2 separate regions of the Rattus norvegicus genome follow, and region 2 is linked to region 1. Evidence: chromatin contacts called from public Hi-C data. All regions are on one chromosome and are shown on one strand. The core of a region is the stretch at or near the end of the contact, and the rest is flanking DNA. Distances in the headings are between cores, read along the strand shown.

What was found. Hi-C and Micro-C count contacts between places; a contact is called where the count stands out from the background.
Region 2: a contact with region 1 is called in a Hi-C map of liver, with 4 times the contacts expected there. The contact joins two enhancer-like sites. A contact is called at or near these places in 2 of 12 Hi-C or Micro-C datasets (hepatocytes and liver) and 1 of 1 datasets of contacts at active chromatin or transcription factors (oligodendrocytes).

The regions. Positions count from the first base shown.
Region 1 is chr8:72,317,680-72,321,054 of GRCr8, reverse strand. All of the region lies in intron 1 of Pias1 (protein inhibitor of activated STAT, 1), which reads left to right. Among named protein-coding and RNA genes, the nearest start is that of Pias1, 15 kb to the left of the region's middle. Within about 2 kb of position 1,689, at least 1 of the 93 cell types and tissues checked has an H3K27ac peak or open chromatin away from gene starts, as enhancers often do. A contact at or near this core is called in liver, where this site is marked.
Region 2 is chr8:72,478,284-72,481,658 of GRCr8, reverse strand. No RefSeq gene overlaps it. Among named protein-coding and RNA genes, the nearest start is that of Skor1, 23 kb to the left of the region's middle. Within about 2 kb of position 1,543, at least 24 of the 93 cell types and tissues checked have an H3K27ac peak or open chromatin away from gene starts, as enhancers often do. A contact at or near this core is called in liver, where this site is marked.

The sequences.
Region 1 (3,375 bases), core at 440-2,939:
TTATTTATATCATTTACTACAACACAGGTTTAAATGATTAATTTTTTAAAAAGTTTTGCTGGATCTGGTGGTATATAAATTCAAGACTTGTCTGACCTACATATACATAGTAAGACTCTGTCAAAGAAGTGTACAAGTGAATGCAAGTCTGTGCTAGCTAGTTCTGTGTCACCTTAACATGAACCTAGAGTCATTTGGAAGAGCAAACCTTAACTGAGAAAATGCTATCACTAGATTTACTTGTAGACAAGTTTCTAGTGCATTTTCTTGATCGATGACTGATGTGAGAGGGCCCTGCTCACTGTGGATGGCGCCAACCTTTTATCTTGGGTACTATGGTACTATAAGAAAGCAAGCTGAGCAAGCCATAAGAAACAAGCCAGTAAGCAGCAGTCTTCCATGGTCTCTGCATCAGTTTCTAGCCATGTTCCTGCCTTGCTTGATTTCCTGTGCTGACTTCCCTCAGTGTTGGACTGTTATCACAGGATATACTAGGATGAAATAAGAAACCCTTTCTTCCTGGAGTTGCTTTTCAGTCACAGTGTTTATCACAGCAATAGAAACCCTAATTAAGACAAAATACAATGTTTTCTAGTTTGATTTGTAATACAGTAGATTTTTCTTGTTGTCATGGGGTTCAAACCCAGGGCCACTTCTATGACTGGCAAAGAGCTCTACCATTGAGCTTCAGTTCCAACCCTAGTAACACAGTATTGATGGATTCAACACAAAGGGGAGGGAGTATCTTTCATTTTCAAGAATATAAAAACTGTGATAATGTAAGTATTTTTTGAAGAAAATATGAAGTTATACTACAGGGGTTTCTAGTTTCAAATGAGACTATCTCTTTTACTCCATTTCTTACATTTTTTTTATAGTTTAAAAGACAAAAAACCATTTGCTTATAGAAAAAGCATCTGCTAACAGGTTAGCCAGCCCACAGCGTTTAGTGATGCGCTGTATCTCAGCAGCTGGTGTGCTGAATGAATGTGCTGGAAGCGCTTTGGATCGTAAGGTATGAGGACTGTTTGCTTTTGTGTTGTTTATTTTGTTTGTTTTTTGAGGTTAGGCTTCAACCCTGCATTGTGTTTTTTCAGTGGGCATGGATGAGAATTGTATGGACAAATGAGCAGTCTATGAAATGTGCTCTAACCCAATTGTAGCTAATAATTTCCTCTCTAGCAGAGCTTAACTCTAGCAAATATATCTGTGATTGATTTATAATTTACATGTTTGTTTTCTTTCTCTCTCCCTTTTGGGATGAAAGCCAAACAGCTGTACGATTGGGTGCTTTTACGTTTTTGTCTACACTTTTTCCTCCCCATTCTTTGACAACTTCATTTACGACAATGCATATAATACATTTAGGTCACCCCACCCTCTGTCTGCCCTTACGGTTCTGTCATTCCAGCCCATCTTTACTTCTCAGGATGGGTTCTGAAAGACTGACTTTTCCTTTCTTCCAGTGTTTTTGTAGGATTTTAAGACTGGAAGAAGACGAGATGAGGTACATGTCTATAACTCTAGCACTTGAGTGGTTAAGGCAGAAGGATTGCTGCAAGTTTGAGGTCAACCTAGGTTCCATAGGGAGTCTAAGGCTAGCCTGGGAAAGACTGGAAAAGAAACATTGGTCTACATGTCCTTCTAATGAGATTTCACAGTATTGTAGCCTCTTAAAGGTAAAAGACCTTTTAAAGAGTTGTGCAATGGCTGGAGTGATGATTCAGCTGTTAAGACACTGGCTACTCTTGCAGAGGATCCAGGTTTGATTCCCAGTACCCACACGGTAACTCCCAGGAGATCTCATAACTCTTCTGGCCTTCACAGGCACACAAGTAGTGCACAGACACAAGTGCAGGCAAAATAACTACATATAAAAAATAATTTTAAAAAGGGGGAGGTTAGAGGGATTTTGGGAGATGATTTGGTGCTAAAAAGGGCCTTAGTTCAAGTCCCTAAAACCCAGGTTAAAAGCTAGATGCAGCCATGGGCCTATGACTCCAATACTGTGGAGAATAGAGGTATAAAACAGCTTCTTTGAGATTGAAATATTCCATCCTGCAAGAAAGCTCTTTAATCAGGAAGGTAAACAACTCAAACAACTTAGGAAGTCCCTGAAACTCATATTCACTAGGGTCACCCCTGTCAGAGTAAAGGCTGAGATTCCTTTTGAGACTAGCTGAACAGAGCTGTAAAGAAACTCAGACAAGCTGAGCTTCAAAGAAGACTGAGACCAGACCAGCTGCCTGGGAAAAATAAAACCCAGTTGAGATACTTAGAAGTTGTTTAGACCGAAGTCACCTGGAAAAGACACACACCAACTTGTTGAACTTTCTGAAGGCTATGCCATGTACTACAGATTTCCTAATTTTTGTGAGCTGTCAGTCATTTGGGGTGGGTCTTTGGTGATGCAACTGTTTTTGAGTTATTTCTGCTCTTGTACGTAACCACTCACTCATACTTCTGAAAGTAACCTCAGTAAAACTTAGGATTGACCAAGTTGGAGTATCTGTACTTTGTCTTTGGGTCCCTATCTGGATTGAATAGACATGTGTGTTGTGTTACTCCAAAGGGAAGGTTTGTCATCAATAGCTGGAGACTAGAGGATTGCTAGACCTTAATGGTTGGCATCCTAGCTCTAGATTCATTGAGAGACGCTGTGTCAAGGGAATAGGACAGATGAGCAGAGTGGGATACCCAGCAGCAGCATCTGGCCTCTGTAAGTACTGGTTTCGTACATGATACACATGTACATAGGCATATACCACTCACATATCACATGTACAACACACAAACACAAAACATAGTGTTTTGCATTTAACTGAACCATGATTAAAGAAAAGAACATAAAGTTAGTGTAATTAAAAACTGAATTAAAAATTTTTCAGTTGTACACATTCATTATACAAAATGCTGGTTTGATGACATTTCCATGAATGTATAACGTACTTTGTTTACACACCCTCCCTGTCTTGCCTTATAGTTCTACTCCTGCTGCTCCCCTTCCTATCCTCAGATATTCCCTTGCACTCGAATTGCATGTGCATGTGCACACTCTGGATTCCACATGTTTTGAGCTTGACTTAACATGGTGCTTTCCAGTTTCATCCATTTCCTGTTACTCTTCTTTATGAGAGAATAAAACTTCATTGTGAGTATGCATGACATTTTCTTTACCTCTGCATCTGTTGATGGACATCTAGGTGATCCAGGGTTGGCTGTTGTGACTAATGCCATAAACAGGCTGTCTGCACATACATACCTCTGCTTTATGCTGACTTAGTTTCCTTTGGGTATACATACCCAGGAGTGGTAGAGTTGGATGACAAGGTAATCTTGTTTATAATTTTTTGTTCCTCCTGATTAGATAGTCTC
Region 2 (3,375 bases), core at 294-2,793, 160 kb before region 1:
CACTACTGCCTGGTTTCTTTTCAATTTTTAATTATGGGGTATGCATGTGTAAGTGAGCTGCCCTGGGAGGCCAGAAAAGAGCATTAGACCCCCTGAAACTGAAGTTACAGGCAGTTGTGGACTGCGCTTTGTGGATGCTGAGAACAGCACTCAGGTCTTCTGCAAAAGTAGCTTGTTCTCTTAACCACTAAGCCATCTGTCCAAACTACCCCCACCCCCATTTATATTTTTTGATACAGTTTCATGTGTCCTAGGCTGGCCTCGACCTCACTGTGTAATTGAAGATGCCTGATCCCCCTTCTTCTGTCTCTGAGTCCAGGAGTGCAGCACCACTGGGGGTTTTATGCATTGCTGGAGATCAAACACAGGGCCTGGATAACCAACGGAACTACACCCCCAAAATCCCTTCTGGGATTTTGATAGGCAACAGGTCTACTTGGAGTCCCTCTGAGGAGATCATGAAAGGTCAGCTCTCCTCACTGGCAGGATGATGGGCCAGAAGTTGGATACAGCAGGGTAGGCTGTGCTTGAAAACACATCAGTTAAGAGGGCCTTCAGAGGCCCAGGGGAAAGCTGTGGAACCAGTCAAAGGGGCTGTGCCGTAACCAGTGGAGTTGTGGGAAATAGTAGGGAAGATTATTAAAGATGTAACAGCTGGATGACTGGGGGAGGGCATCCGGGAGGACGTCCCTCTTTGAACAATCCCCCCACCTCCAGCAATCCAGCTATGCATGATTGCATAGCTCTACGCAACCTCATGCAACCCCAGCCTAGACTCAGCATGTCAGTCTGGAATCTCCCTCATGCCTAACAATAGGGCCCAGCATCCCTTTCTTCTCTTCCTTTAACGTTTTTTAAAAAGTAGGTAGCGGGGTGTGTGTGTGTGTGTGTGTGTGTGTGTGTGTGTGTGCGCGCGCACTAAGTACTCTTAACCCCTAAACCATCTCCACAGCTCCTCTTCCTTCCTCTCACAAAGGACAATATCGCTTTGCTGTTTACAGTGCTGGCAAAGGCAGCCCGAGCAGACAACACTCTCACTGCTAAATTTGGGTTCCGGGAGAAAGCTAAGGAACCGGCCACATTGATGTGCATGTTCCGCGAAAAGGCCATCATCTCCACACTTCCTTCCTTCCTGCTTCTATGGTGCTCTGGTGACTCTCTTTACCGGCCTAACTAACACTCCCGCCCTCCTCCCTTTTGTTTTAGACATTACTCATTAACAACTGTTCTCCTTATTGCAATAGCCTGAGTCAAATCTTAAGCCTCGGATGCTTACTCTTCATAGTTTCTAGAGGTCCTTGTAAATGTCAGTTGAATGAGGAATTTGCCTGGAGTCCCAGGTTCCAGTCCTGGCTCATTTGTGTCTGGCTTCCCCTTCTAGCAAGTTCCAGTTCTGGTCTGAGGGGAGGTGGCGCCCAGCGAACAGCTGTACCTTTCCCATGCTGCCACCAGAGGGCGACGGCTCCGCGCAGGAGGCCCCTCGCTGTTCCCGCAGGCATTGGCCGCCTACAAGCGAGCTCGCCCTGGGTGCGACGCCCTAGAGGCGCCTCCTGCAGCTCTGCACGCTGCCAGCCGGGCTCTCCAGAGGCCCTTAAGTGGGTGGGAACAGCCTTCCAAGGCCAACCTCCTGCTTCTGCGGCTAGCACTGGTCGGTGACATCTCCCCTTCTCTGGCCTCTCTTATCTAGGTGGAACAGACTTCGAAGGGTCCCGATTCAGCGGGAAATGGGGATGGGGAGTGGAGGTACCCAGGAACTTCGGAACTACTAGCAGTCGTACAAATGGACCAGCCGGCCTAAAGATGGGGACCAGGGAACATGAAGGAAAAATGTTAACCTTTGACGGCCTGAACCGTGGGTCAGAACTGAAACGGGGGTTTTCGCATCCCAACTCCCAGCTGTTGGGCTGGAACGGTCTGGATCAGAAATGGTTTCCTACTAGGGAGTGGGGAGAACAACAAAAACAAAAACAAAACAAAACAGACAGCCACTGCAAGAAAAGCCCCACACCGAATGTACTCTCTTAAAGGACTCCGGCTGGGGAGCTCATTGACTTGGTCCTGAGGAGGGTGGCATTTGCTTGAAAGTGCCTCTGTCCCCAGACACATTTGGAAACGTTAAGCAGAGAGCTCGACTTCAGAGTCAGCTCTGGCAATTGGATTAACCTTGCGGGGAAAGGCTTCATTTTCTGTGTGTGGTTCAAATTCTTCAGCATTAACATCTGTAATACCAGAAAGCAACCATTCACTTCAGCTGGCAAAAACGATACCAAAAAACAAAAACAAAAACAAAAACAAACAAAAACAAAAAACAAAAAAACCCCCGCAAAATAACAAAACAGGAAAGGAAGGGCAAAAATCTAAAAACAACACTAACAAAAAACAGTAACTTAAAGCCAACCAGCAAAGCTAAGCACGGTGGCACATGTCTATAATCCCAACTCTGGAGGCAGAGGCCTGGGGATCTCTGAGTTTGAGGCCAGCCAGGGGTACACAGAGAAACAACAAACAAACAAAAAGACACAAAACTATCAAAAATCTCCCCAAACCCAAATGAGACCAAAAAAATCACCTCCTTCAAGAATTAGGAACCAAGACAGGGAGAGGTGGCTCTGTAGCTAAGAGCACTGGCTGCTCTTGCAGAGGACCTACGCTGGATTCCCAGCATCCACGGAGCAATTCACAACTTCAGCTCCAGGGGTTCCTACGTCCTCTTCTGCTTCTGGCCTCACCAAGCAACTGCATGCTCGTCATTCAAGGGCAAAACACTCATCCACACACATTTTAAAAAAATGTTTTAATGCTTTTAAGGAATGGGAAGCTGGGCAGTGGTGGCACACTCCTTTAATTCCAGCTCTTGGGAGGCAGAGGCAGGTGGATTTCTGTGAGTTTGGAGTTTGAAGCCAGCCTGTTCTACAGAGTGAGTTCCAGGACAGCCAAGAGTACACAGAGAAGTCCTGCCTCAAACTCCCCCACCACCCAAAAAAGAAGAAGAAAAGAAAAAAGAAAGGCAGAATGGGAGACTGCACAAGAGGATAAAGAAAATGTTCCCACATGCCTCGCACCACAGACATTGGCGCTGTTTTTTCTCTAAAAAATGAGGATAACGGTGTGAACAGTATGGGAATGTCCTGAGGACTCAGGGAACGTAAGTAACATTCCACAAGTGTTAGCTAATTTTATATGGAAAGAAACCAGCCCCAAACTGTACGGATCCGCCACTTATGCAACTTTCCAGTCAATTGTTCTTCCAAAATGATAGTTTTACTGATTGCACGGTATTTCATCCCATTTTAGTACAATTTATTTAAGTTAGCCCCTGCTGTGGAGCCTTTAAATTGTTTCCAGTTTTTGCTGTTAAAATAACAGCAAGATTAA